Regions from separate parts of the Rattus norvegicus genome. Here region 1 is linked to region 2. The links are chromatin contacts, called in public Hi-C maps. All regions are on one chromosome and are shown on one strand. Each heading gives the region's core, a stretch centred on a gene start, on an enhancer-like site or on the middle of the called end of the contact. The rest is flanking DNA. Distances are from core to core; before and after follow the strand shown.

Region 1 (6,851 bases), core at 3,935-6,434, 82 kb after region 2:
TTTATCTTTCAGGAAACATATTCTAAAGTTTTTCTAGCAAAGAATGATACAATTCAGGATTGACTTTATTTAAAATACACTGTAAAACAGATTCCCAAATGTGGTTCTGCTTCTTAGAAACCGAGGCTGTGGGATGAGTAAAGGGTGTGATTCCCCATGGTGAGCTAATGTACTGGCTACTAACACATTCTAAGGAATAATTGAAGTTCAAGATGGGATTAATCTGTGGACTGATGTTTTAGGAAAAGTTTTCAATTACTCCTAATATATTAAAAAAACCAGCTTCAGTAGTACTATGATAAAGGTTTATCTTCTGTGTCAGAGAGTAAATAAACTGTAATTAAGGCCAGGGAAGAGGATGGAATGATGGGAAATGTCTCAGTATACTTTGAAACAGTTTATCTATGAGTAAACATTTGTTACTCTTTTCACTTCCACGAGATATTGAAAATCAGAGGGCTAAAATACCACAAACACGATACAGAAATATATCTTTCAAATATTCTAGTGAAGAATCAAATGCTTCAGTCACTGTGTACACATTAGAAGAAATGTGTGCTTTAGTGATGGTTAAGACAATTGTGAAGGCATCCCTTCATTTAACCATTGGAATCACCTACTTCAAATACAGTCACTTTTCTCTGTATTCCCAAAGACTGATAATTTATCTGAAGTGCCCATGACTTTAGTTTCCTGCCAGACCTGACAGTGTACGTTCAGTTGCCCCTCAGCAGCCCCAAGTGCTTTCACTGGGGACGTACAGATGCAGTCATCAGCCACTGTACATCTTTTCACACAGTGGTAAGAGCTCCACAATACAGTGGGATAAAATTGGAGCTTGGAGAGCTTGAAGAGCACTCTTAAATTTTAATTAAAACCCTCCAAGCTCACTAAAAATAATTAGACACTAAAATGTGCCAGTTTTATTTTGAAGTCACTATAACATACAAAGGAATGCTCCATGATGACTGTACACACACACACACGCACACACACACACGCATGCACACACACATGCACGCACACACACACACACACACACACACACACACACACAATGAAACAACTGACTTTCCAAATAAGAACAAGGGGTATAAATAGAGTCTGTTTTCAAGCAAGCTCTTCATGCAGGGAGCTGACAGAAAAGCCCACAGAGTGTGTTTTTCAGACCGAACTAAACAAACCTAGAAATAACTTCTCTAACCCAGTGTGCGGATCGCCAACCAACTCCACAGAAAACCCAGTGTGGAAAGAACAGTGCACACTATATCACTGAGCTTTTCTGATCTGAGACCAAACCTTTAACCTCTTAAATGTTTCTGCTATCTTAAAATATCTCATACAATGCTATACTCCATCCTATTTTTAGGCAAGCAGCAGAGAAAGCATGCCTTTCCCATACAGCAGGGCAGCGGTATAAACATCAACACAGATGCTCTGCCAGGAAGGACTGGACTTGTCAAGCACTTGATCATTAAGGAATGCACCAACTGTTTGGGATAATCTCGTGCCAGCCCCCTTGTGCTCCACACTCCCCTGAGGTGGGAGTGGCCAACCTCAGCCTACTCCTTCGTCTTCATTTTCCTCCTCCACAGCATACCCTCCATCCAAAAAGACATGAAGAAAGGCATGTCGGCCCAGCCATGAGAAAGCAGGCTCACTTCCCCAAACAGACCAAAACTTTAAAACAATTAACCCTCCCCTCTTCTTTCAGATAAATTGCTAAGTATAAAATGCAATCTGTTCCCTTTGTTTACTCAATAAGAACAATTTGTAAATGACTCAAGGATAAAATTCAGAAAATGTTGTGCTAAATTAGAACCATTATAAACATGCTAATGACTCAATACTCGAGTAAAACACGCATGATCGGTGTGAAGGGAAAGATTTCGTTCCTGTAAAATTCTGTTGTGCTGCCTTAAAATGATTTGGTCATTAAATCAGATATAGTCCTTCCAGGAAAAATGTTAATTCCTCAGCCACTTGACTGAACAATATGCTGTGAGTGAGGGGTGTGTTTGCAGGAGGCTGCATGTGGGGAGGAAACCACAGTGTTGGAAATGTTGTTAGGACTGCTACATCCGGACTCTGGGATGTGCACAGGGAAACAGAGGCCCCACATCTAACCTGACAGACTCACATGCAGGCATTCTCATGTGGGGACAATCTTTTCTCCAGGTACTATTTTTATCTACCAGAGTGTTTCTTAGGCATCCCTGACAACTGGCACTAAGCATACATTCACAAAAGTCACACTGTTCTGTATAAGACGGAAAACACCATCTCTCTCTCTCTCTCTCTCTCTCTCTCTCTCTCTCTCTCTCTCTCTCATCTGCTCACTGAGGCTGCTAGCACCTAAAACATGAACATGGGGATCATTCCCAACAATCTTGCCTGTTTACCAAGGCATAGCCACTGCAGGGGCTGACAGGAAGGACAGGCCACAGGCGACTCCAGGGCTCACCGCCTGGTGCTGGAGCTGCAACAGCCTCATTTCGGAATGAGTTAGAAAGGAGTGAAGACAAGGAAGTTGCTGGCATCACTGACTGCAAACAGATGGTGACGCTCAACTGTGCTTCAGTGCTTGCTTTCCCAAAGACTATTTAAATCACTGGTTAAACATCAGTGCTATGGTCTGCACAACACAGCAGCCGGCAGTGTAGTGGGAGATGGTAGTTTTACACTCGCTAACAGTAGCTTCAGATATAGACACTAACACTCACTCTCTCTTTGGACAGGGGTGCCAAGAACACAGGCCACCTCAGGGAAAGTCAGTGGTGTCCAGCAGCCCAGATTACCACACGTGGTGCTTGGCTCGTGTTTCTGACCCTCCATTTTGCTTTTTCCATCTAGTTTAAACTGAAAGCTTTCCTTTCTTAAATACCATCCACTAAGCAACCTGTACAAAGTTCTTTCAAAACTGCCTCAAACTCAACAGGTTGTTTCTTCCAAGACAGGCTTCATTTTCCCGGGTGAGAGCTGCATGTGCAGTCTGAGGCCTTGATTCTCCACTGTCACCTCTTGCACAGGAGACACTCAGATGCTGCACTGTTTTAATGTAATAGAAATGTCTGTTAGAAACTGGAGGTAGCCATATTGCTAAAATATATCCTACCAATGACATTTCCACTTTATCGACTGCTGATTCTGTTGTATATAGTCATCAACTATTTGTTTTACTATGTCAGATTCATATGTATCTGATTTCAAAAATATTATTAGATAATGGATGCAACTTAATTATTTTTGTGTATCTAGTATGCTCTATGTTCCATTTTTGTTTATTTGTTTTTGTATTTTAAAACAGGATCTCCCATAGTCCAGGCTGGCCTAGTCTAGAACTCCCTACGTTGCCCCAAATGACTATCCATGCTGTATGTAAAGTGCTAGGCATCTGACAGAGAACCTTGTACCCGCTAGACAAGTACTCCGCCAACTGAGGTACATCCTCAGAACCCTGCCTTCCTGTTTGTGAGAAGTCATCTCTAATTCTATGACTCTGGACATACATGTATCCTGTGTTTGGGGGACTCCATGTTGAAACCAAAGGTAGACATCAGATGTCTTCCTCCACTGTTATTTTGTAAGACTGTATCTCTCACTGAACTTAGAGCTCACAGTTCCTGTGGAGCAGTTGGCCAGTGAATCTCAGGCATCCTCCTGTCTCTGCCTCCCTGGCATTTGTGTCCTGCGTGGTTTTTCACTTGGGTTCTGGAGATCAAACAGAAGTCTTCAGCCACTGAGCTATCTCTCCAACACTCCGAACGCTACTGCTATGTTGTGCATCTCACCTGCTCATCAAAGCATAACCACCGCAGGAGATGCCAACTACAGACCTGTTCTCTGCTTTCTATTGCTCCTCCTGACCACACAAAGAACTGATTCATCAGAAACCTCTGCTGGGACAATTGAAAGCCTCTCTCTCATGCTCAGATCAGAAGCAAAATGTGTGTTGACCTGGGATTGCTGTGGATCACACAGACAAACTCTGACTACTCTATGAGAAAATAGACTTAGAAGTGAGGAGCGGAGAGCCTGAGGCCTGACATCATATTTTGCTCTCCAATGTGGAAGTCAAATGCAACTCCTGGTCTGGCAGAGATAAGCCAATATGTTGTATTCACTTAAGTGTCTGCAAGTTGGTACTGTAAAAAGACCTAAACAAGCCAAGGGGTGGTAACATACACTTTTAATCCCAGGATTCACAGGTCAGAGACAGATGGATCTCTATGAATTTGAGGTCAGCCTGGTCCACAGAGCACAGAGCAAGTCCCAGGATAGCCAAGACTACACAGAGAAATCCTGTCTCAAACAAAAAACAAAAAAAACAAAAACAAAACAAAACAAAAAAGCAACCAAAAATAAATAAAACAAATAAAAATCTAAACAATATGAAAACTGTCACAAAAGGACATGATATACATGTAGGTATGTTATGTTCAGAGAGTGAGATAATACATGAAAATGTATGAGATATATGTAAATGAGTTATGTTCAAAGTTTAAATCACACGGAAACCAGCACTGGATTACAACACAACATGCATTAAACGTGTAGGGTGTAAGCCTTGAAACGAGTTTCTGACTTGAAAAGCATACAAAGGCCTTACGCAGCAATGCTGACCAAAGATTCCTCTACAGAACTCAGTATTTTTGAACTTGATGCCACCCACTGAAAACAGCAGAAACAAAGTGAAAGCAGAGACTCGATGTGACAAGTCGGAAAGAAAAACCAAAAACCAAAAACAAACAAACAAACAAAAAACCCCCGGTATATCTGAACATAACAGACTGCCAGTTTCTAAGCTTCATACAAACAACTTCCTGGTGAGCTGTCATCAAGTCAAAGTGTGACATGAGCTTGAGCTGCTGACGCCCTCCTTTGGTCTATTTCACTGTGTATTAGCACCCATGAAAGGGCAATACAGTAGAAGGCTGTGCTGCCCGGGGGCTCAGGTCCCATTATCATTGGCCCTAATGGTGGCTCCTACATGAAACTCTGAGTTTTGCCATATTTGGATAAGTCTTCAAAAACTGTCCCACTCCCTTCTGCATGCCTAGTAGCTTCTCAACCATTCTCACGCGATATCCTCTTATACACACATACACATACACACACATGTACGTATGCATGCGCACACATACCTCTACCACCTACTAACATTGCCTACACTGATTCACTGTTTCAAATATCAAAGTTCATCCTCTAGATAGAAAAATAATACTTGCCAAGTTTTTGCTTTCTCATTAATCTTCTGGTCAATTTTTAACTCTGAGCTTTAAAATTCCTGTCTCTATTGCTACTACTGCTGAGCAGTCTTCAGCATTGAATAGGCGAATACATGGTCAAGTTCACTCCATTCAACATAACATTAAGTCACCTGAGGGCCAGACATGCCTGACACCACTTGTTTCCTCCATGTGTGATTAACTCAAACTCTGAAAATTCCTTGAAGTAGTAAAAATTCACTCTTACTGAACACCAAGTAATGACAGAAATAGTTTTAGTGACATTTGTATTATTTGTCTTTTTCTTGGTTTTTACATTCCTATATGTTTTTATTAACTGATATCATATATCTATACACTTTACATCTCTAAGTAAGTCAAGTCTGTCAGAATATACATCACAAATATTTTGCCCTCTCTACGACACACCTAAATTATACTGTAAGTCTCTAGATGAGCTGAAGATTTTATTTTGGTATTACACAATTAGTAACTTCTTCCTTTCTGACTAGTGTTTCTAAGACCTATGCAATGTTGTCTACACTGAGATCAGAAACAATCAACAGTGCTATGACACCTACAGCAATGACCAGTGTGGCCTGATACCCTAAGGGTACAGTAGCTGCACACATATTTTGGCAGTAACCAACAGCTCTGTAATTAAATTTAAGACCTGCTCTAAAAGGGATACTATACCTGGAATTGGAAACCTAGCCAGCTACCCAGGGCTAATGAAGTCATGGATCTTGGAGAAGAACCCACAACACCATGTTCCTAAATTAGTATACTCCCTAATTTCATTATAAATATCGGTCCTTACACCCACATATAAGTGGAGTCCTCATCTCTCATCAAGGAAACTTTTCTTTGCAACAGAGACCATTACAGGCAACTACAACCAATCAAAGTGCAGAGTTCTGGAGCCCAGTCCCAGTGAATATTTCTACAAAACAACTTTTATCCTAGGGCTCAGGGAACACTACAGAAGAGACAAAAAAAAGATTTTAAGAGCTGGAGGATCAGGGAATTTATTCTGTACCCAAGTAATATAAAGTTATACCCATAAAGTGTTACCAACTTGAGTGCCTACACATGAGCTGAACAAGATCAAAAATAGACATCTTAAAAAATAGGCAGGGAAATACCATGAAGCCTCAACTCAACACAAAGGACTATAGGCACCTAAGGAGTGCTGAGAGTAGAAGAAATCATCGTCTTTATTGGTTATCCAATACTCGGTGATCAGCTTTGACAACATGCATATGAGTACCATAGAAACTGAGCAGGGTATATACATACGTACATTGTTTGTGGAACATATATTGTGATACATATATATGTATACAATTAAAGGAAAATAAGCCAAGAAATTTTAAAAAGAACAATTTGTGTTAATTGGGAAGGTGTAGAGTTAGGGAAAAAAGGGATGATATAATTATATTATAATCTCAAAAATAAAATAAATAATTAAAAAGTTTTATACTTCCAACTTTATATTCAAGATGAAGTTTATTTTCACTTGTTTTGTGTTCTAAGAGTGAAAAAAGCAGAGTAAACTTTGTGTCCAGTTGCTTCAACATTATCTGTTTGAAGACTGTCATTTTTCCTTTTTCCATGATCTGG
Region 2 (7,591 bases), core at 223-2,722:
TTTCCAGTAAAACTACCAGCAAAGCCATTATGTCTTAGAGACTGAATGCTTTGTGTCACCTGTGTATCTTTAAAGAGCCTACAAGAAGTTCTGTCACAGCATATTTCCTCGAAAGGAAAAAGCCAGCAGAGTTTGATATGGTTAAGCACAGCAGGGCAAATCTTGCTTCCTAAGTCTTTTCCTTCCCAGGGTTCTGTGCAATCCCTTCTCTCTCAGTCACAGTGGAAGAGAAAGGGGAAGCTCCCCTCTCCACTCTACTCACAGGTCTTTTGTCCTATCTTCCAGGCGAAATGCATGTGACTAATAGTGCTCCAGCATCCTTGAGGGCACAGCCTGCATGCTGCACCGGGCAGTTTGAGGTTAGATTTCAATTTTTCAGCTTCTCTCCTCTTCCCCAACCCGTTATTCGCTGTGAGTTTGGGCCTACTATTGACTGCACACCAGAAGCACAGCCTGACGAAGCTGTGAATTGCTATGAGCCTCCAGTGAGCCTTCCATGAACCTCTCGAAAAGGGCTCGCCATTGAGTTAGAACTGCCTCACTCAATGTCTTTTCATACAAACACACTGCTTCTCAGCAGCTCAGAGTAGCACATGACCACTAAGACCAACCTGAGTATCACATTCTGATCCTGCTCGCTAGCCAATTAGCAAATACAGGGAAAGTAATGCCTTACATTTACCATTCTAAAAAATCCAAAGTATGTCTGCCAATCAGTTACCGAGCTAGACCACCCATGGATAATTTTTTTTATTCTTCCACGTTAGAATAACATGGGAGGAAATTTTGTGTGTGCCGTCCTTTTCCTGCATTTTCCAGCTAGATTAAGCTGTTGTCTATGCAATTGCCTCCCAGCTGCCATGACTTATGAAAATAACAGACCCCGCTCTGTTGTCTGGAGAAAGCGGGATTGTTATGAGTAACTTTATTGCAGGCACATGAGTGTGTTAAGACTTTAAAACACGCTCAAATGTCATGTGCACACCCAATGACGGGCAAGAATAATGATGAAAAACAAGAGATCTATGTCTATGAAACCGCGTTGGACAAAATGGGCCATTCATTGTGTTCCCCTGGGAATGCCTGGACTCTGCAGTCAGAAAACAAAAAAGGCACTTTTTCCTGCCGTAGGCTGAATGCTTAGCTTTGCCATCTGAGCCGTAAGAAAACACGGGCCCCTCTGCTGCCGCTGCACCCACACACGCTAAAAAATATTAATGCCTCTCTTTCCTGACTTTTCCCTTTCCAGGCAATCCCCCTCTGTGTAGGCTGTAGCCAATATAATGTCAACACAAAGACAAAATAGTTTATCTTACAGAGGTCCCTAACAATTTCCCTCTTGTCCTCAGCTAATTGCCCTTCCCCCAACATTCAAAAGGAAAAGCAAATAAAAAGATAACCTTTACTCCAGTGGTGAGCTTAGGACTGGCACAAATTTTATACACAGCAATGTCCCTTGTGTTCTCTTGCCTGTGGCCTGTGTGAACACTCCACCACGTAAGCAAGCGGGATCTTTGCCTCTGCATCTCTGCCCCTCCCATAGGGAAGCTTCTGGGGGATTTCTGTTAAGTTTGCCAGCTTCTCAAGAGTACCCTCTTCTCCTCTCCACATCAACTGCAAGGCATCCTTCCTCCCAGTGAGTTTACATATATTATAAGATAGAAAGACAAATGAACCTGCAGATCATTTTAGGCCCAACACATCTTAATGTGCTTATTTTGCTGGAAGTTTAAAGCTTTTGTGCTTTATTGCAATTTTCAAGCATAGTCATTTTATATAAATAGACAAGGTACGTTATTCAGTGATTTTTCCTAGATGGATACACTTGCCCGTTGATGGTCCACTGTCGATGCTACAGTAATTTCCTTGGCAGCTGAATCAGCAGAAAGAATAAACAAATTTCCAAAAGAGTAAGCTTCTACCCAGGATCTTCAATCTTGAACCTTTCTAGTTTACTCCAGGAAAGAAATGGAGGAGTCTTTGCTCCACTGCAAGGTGTGCAGGAAGGGTGTTAGAGAGCAGCTGGAAGGCCATCAATCCCCCCTTCATCTTCCTTTCCAGAGCACAGCTCCTTGTTCTTGTATTCCCACCCAGCAACCACTGACAGTGCCTGTCAATAAACTGGGGGCCAACTGCAGGCTTCTTTGGCTGTTTCTAAGAGTTGAGCACAGCACACATATGCCAATCTTGTGACTAGAGGAGGTATTTGAAAACTCTTCAAGTTTCAACATGTGCCTTGTTTTCACATAGTGAGCAAATGGCTTGGAAATGCAACAGTTGAGGGAATGAGATATAAATTTTGTCTGACAATAAAATGTGGTAATCTTTTATTTAGCTAACCGGTGTTAAGATAGCAGGCGAGTCAAAAGACAGTTGATTGTGGGTGTGTGCATACACACCAGAGGACACAGGGTATATTTAGCCAGCCTACTGGTTGTTTTGACTGTGCTCTGAAAGCAGTTGATTTCATGGACTAAGCAGTTAAGTTTGAATCTATGACTGAATTAAGGGAGTCAGAAAGCACTTCAGAAACCATCTAGTCGCTTAGCATTGGGTCAGTTCACTTACTACTTAATTTAAGTCTGCTGGACCTAGAGACACTCATAGAAAAATCATTCAAACCAGAGTTAAAGCCAGAGCATCGGAGAAGTTGGTGGCATCAAATAAACCTGATGAGAGACATGTGTATCTCTGAATCGGAAGAGCTATGTGGTCATCAGCCTCCCTGCAGAAGGAGGAGATACCTCTCCAGGGGGAGGAAGCATACCAGGCCAAAGTCCAGACCTAGAACTCAGCTTCAATATTTCTCAGAAAAGGCCTGGGGCTAGGAGTGCCTGTAACCCTCTGCAGAGGGACCCAGCCACCAGAGCACCGAGAAAAGAAAGCCCTCACTGAGGCCCTCACTGAGGTCCAGGCATGACCATGAACAGCACTTCTGGAGCCACTCATGAAGTATGAGGTTCATCTCAGGGAGTTTGCTAGCTCACAGGCCCCAAACCTGGACCAAAGCCTCGCACTGATCTGATGTTCAAGTCCTAGTGACAAGGAACCCACAATTAGTCCTGTCTCCCCAGCTGAAGGATAACCACTCACAACCTTGCTGAGCCATCGGAGCAGCTCCGAATTTGTTTTAACAATTCAACAACATCACATTCCTCATTCATCCACTTAGCTTAATTTTCATAGCATCACTTGCAATGCTGAGGTTGTCTCTATTAAGCCGTTTTTCTTGCATCATTAACTTTTAACCAGGCATCGATAGCTTTATTGTTTAAATTGCGTATGACTTTATTTAACGTCAGCATTTCTTCTAGCTCTTGACAAGAAGTCACATTTTATAACTAATTAAATTGATCCCTGGGAAGCAAAAGCCACTAAACGGAATTATTCGAACCCAAGTGTCAATATATTAAATCAAAGGGCTAATGAGTTGGGTCACTGCATCTTTTATTGGGAGGCTACAGCAGAACAGGACTCATAATATCCTCTATTTTCTGCCTTAACAATCAATTTTATTTAAACCAAAGGCAGCTAATTAATACTTTTGGATCTTATAGTAAATAGTGCCTCTTTCATAACACACAACTGGGCGTGGGACTCTTCCTCTGATGGTACGAGCAAGGTGTTCTTTGCATCTTTTACAGAAACGAGCAAGGTGATACATAGGGGATTCTGCATGCAGCTGCTTTTGAGAAGTTCTGGGTTTCAGTGACTAGCATTCTGGGTATAAATCACAATGAAAAGTTTCCTTTTGGAGCTGACAATAGGGGCTAATGAGCGTGATTAAGGAATAGCTAAGTGTGTCACACCAGCGTTTCTTCTCACTCCTGCAACCACTGAGTAACTGCCTATAACTTCATCACCTCTGTCTGGACGTCCCATTTCAATCTATCGCCTTGTAACTCACTCTGTCCAGTCTTCCCGAACTAACTTTGTGTCTTCTGACAATAACCTCGTCACCTTTGCTTCCTAGCAAAGATTGCATAGGTAGAAGCATCCCCTGGTGTTCTCTTGCATGTGGCAACTGTACATTCTACCACATACACATCGAGCTTGTCTACCTCTGCATCTCTGTCCCTCCCTCTGGAAGCTAACTCCTGGAGTAGATTTGTTCAGTTTGCCTTAGTACCTCTCCTCTCCACATTATCTACCCAGCGTCCTTTCCTGCCAGCATGGCCACACACACATTACAGGATGGAATGATAAATCATTTAAGCCCGAACACATCTTAATCTGCTTATTTTGTTGAAATCTCCTAGGGTATTCAGATATAACATTCCCATTTAAAATTTTACATTTTTATATCTTCTTTGGGAGAATATCACCAATTTTATCATTTTTTTTATATTTGGAGAAGAAAGGAAAAAATAAGATAAAATCAGATATAGAATCTCTCACCATCTTCAAAATTATAAACAAAACAACCTTTAAATCACATCTATTATACAAGGACTTAGTTTGCCAAGTCAAAAAAAATTAGTCCCATACAATCAGGCCTCGTGACTGTTAACCTTACAATGAGGAGACCACCTCTAGGCAAAAAGGTACTGAGGCCAAAATGAAAAAGTCAAGAGTGTAATGAACACATACACAGCCAACTGCAGTGGCTAGATACAGTTCAGGTGACACCTTTAATGTAGGTCAAAGAATTTCATTGTATGTATCTGGCAAAGAGCCAGCATCACCAAGGTTTAAAGGTGGCCTCAAGATCCTCTGGGTTAAATGAATACTATTTATCACATAATAAGTTGTCAAAAGTCAACTCCATCTCTACTATTCAACTCTGCTGACTTACCACCCAGATCACTTGCAGTGTGGAGGGACACCACAAAAGTTTTTGACAAAAACATATCCTTTCACCTACAAATAGTTTGCTTTTACAAATCGTACATTACAGTTGCCTTCTTTGTAGACAATGGTTCTATTTTTTAAGCGACTGTAGATAGCCACTTTTCTCCATCTACAGATGTGTATGACTTAGAAGTCTGGCATGTGCCGTAGCTGTTTGCCACAAATGCTTTCCGCTGTTTCCAGGGGTCCCAAGTCACAGCATATTTGACCCCACCCACAGATAGTTCTGTTCTTTATCTGGAGAAGTGATTGCTGACATCACACACAAATGGGATCCCAGTACAGGCCAGTGGAGTATGATGCTGGCCTGACAGTAAGTTACAAAAACAAAACAAAATACTAATTACTGCTGTCTGTGGAACAGATGTATTGAAAGTCAGAAAACACTTTGCCATTAGTAGAGATGACTGACAAAGGAGAACACACTGAGATATTCTTGATAAACACTTCATTCTGGTTTAAGAATTATATTTTCCCCACTTCCTAGTTTCATGTTAATTTACACATGGATACATATGCACACACACACACACACACACACACACACATATATATGTATATATATATATATATATATATATATATATACCTAAAAGGATACCAAGATTGGCAGACAGTGATTTTAAGAGAGGAAAATTAATATTCTTAGAAAAGGGAAGGTTTTGGGAACTGATAGCTTCATCTAATTTGTTTGGTTGTCTATTCCCCTACAATGCAGTTCTGCATAAAGACCCTACAGAACAAACAGCCTCCAATAGGACCAGCTATTCAAATAAATTAAATCTTTTATCCAGTTATTTCACTCCTCCTGCCCCCCAGCAAACAGAGTAACAGTAAGGATTCATTGCACCAAGCACTAGGCAACTAAATAAACCCAGAACAGACACCCACTGAACCCATCAGAACTCCATCTGTGTCTCAAGGACTCTTTGGCTGCTGTAACCACTGGTCTCTGGTCTCCTTGAACACAATACACTTAAATCTTCCAGTTGCTACCTCTCCAATGCCAGAAAAACTAAAGAGATTAGTCATAAATGATTCCAACTTGAGTGTTCTAGCTTACATACTACTGGCAAGACATGAAGGATACTTTAGTTACTCTTAATGCTAGAAATGCAAAATCCCAAGTGGAAATGCAGTAAAACTGGTTTTCTCCTCAGAGTGCCATGCTCAGTGATCCAGACAAGCATCATCTAAGAACAGATCATGGTATGGAGAGCATGGATCTGGCCATTCTGCCCAGTAATACAAAAGAAGTCAGTAAAGTGTAACTGCAATTAATTCTTCCTAGCTCAGCACATTCTCACCTTCACCAATGGCTGACTACTACCTGGACAGCTGAGACCTGAGACCTGTTTTATTCTTTTTTCGTGTGTGTGTGTGTGTGTGTGTGTGTGTGTGTGTGTGTGTGTGTGTGTGTGTACAAGTCTGAGCCATAACAAAATCATCCAGAGGCAGAACCATAAACCTTAATAGAGTCAAAGAACTGTGTTCTGATGAGGATTCTAAGTGTGTTTTGCAAACACATGAAGACAGATGGAGTTAAGCGCACCACTGATGGTATAAAGGAGACAGGAGGGGAGCATTGCAGCACGTTGTGTAGACAGATGAGATGAATCTGTACTTATATGCAAGCACACATGCGCTAGCAGAGACATATGTAAGTTTTGGGCCTCTCATTTCATCAGTTTTGAGTTGAGTTACACATCTCGTTCAGTGTCCTTTATGCTCATACAGGAGCAGTCCTTCCTTTCCAGTGAGGAGGCCAGCAAACAATCTGCCGAGACTTCTTTCCACACTCCAATGCTTCTGTGTCATATCTGTGACAACTTCACACACCTACACCTGACCTTTCCTCCTCCCCAGCTCTGGAATAAATCAAGTATAACAACCTTCTGAAACATTCCACCACGGCTTCATTACTTTAAAGCCATAATGTAAGTCCCTGTAAAATATGTCAGGCGGCTTTTCTAAAAAGATAAAACAATAGGATTTTAGTGACATTCAAATCACATTTTCCCATCTCCATTTATCTGTCTTAAGGACAGTCACAAAATAGTATACAGGCTTTTGTGTACCTTGAAAATGAGTTATGCCTTAAATTTGTAACTAGGCCTTCCAGGGGCAGCCAATTCTCCAGGGAGTGCTCATACATTTGTGTGGGACAGTTTGGGTTGCGCATATTTGACGTCTTACTCATACATTCCTCCTTTACAAGTTGTGAACCTGGTAAATTTCCCACTTTGAGACTATTTGGCTCCCTTTTTTTTTTTTTTTTTTTGTCTGTAGATAGTTCTTGAATTATACTCTCTGCTTGTACCAAAGCTGAGTATCACAAGAAATACATAAAACAAATTATTTATTCACTCTACATCCCAATATTAGCCCATAAGACAAAATGCTTTGCATGTGAATTTGTTTTCTTAGTTCCAATTTCCTCTTTGATGAAGGAATCTACAGGTCTCTGAACCAAAGCTGCTGTGCAGGAAACCAGTTGTTATGGCCCTGGAGACACTGAGGAGGGAGAGAGAGGTGGTGGATTCAACAGTTAGGGTTACATATTCTAGCTTTGACTCTCAGCTCTGCCACAAAGGAAAGATGTGACCTTGGACAGATCACTTGAGCTTATTATATTTCATTTTCTCACCTATGAGTGAGATGATATTTCCTACCCTGTAGGTTTATCTTGAAGGAATCAGTAAGTTCAGATATCTGGAGCCTTAGAGAAGTACCCCAACTA

What was found. Hi-C and Micro-C count contacts between places; a contact is called where the count stands out from the background.
Region 1: a Hi-C map of liver shows a contact between it and region 2, with 3 times the contacts expected there. The contact joins two enhancer-like sites. A contact is called at or near these places in 2 of 12 Hi-C or Micro-C datasets (both in liver).

Annotation. Positions count from the first base shown.
Region 1 is chr1:179,380,342-179,387,192 of GRCr8, forward strand. All of the region lies in intron 4 of Sox6 (SRY-box transcription factor 6), which reads right to left. Among named protein-coding and RNA genes, the nearest start is that of Trnav-aac35, 6.7 kb to the right of the region's middle. Within about 2 kb of position 5,185, at least 1 of the 93 cell types and tissues checked has an H3K27ac peak or open chromatin away from gene starts, as enhancers often do. A contact at or near this core is called in liver, where this site is marked.
Region 2 is chr1:179,302,274-179,309,864 of GRCr8, forward strand. All of the region lies in intron 7 of Sox6 (SRY-box transcription factor 6), which reads right to left. Among named protein-coding and RNA genes, the nearest start is that of Trnav-aac35, 84 kb to the right of the region's middle. Within about 2 kb of position 1,473, at least 17 of the 93 cell types and tissues checked have an H3K27ac peak or open chromatin away from gene starts, as enhancers often do. A contact at or near this core is called in liver, where this site is marked.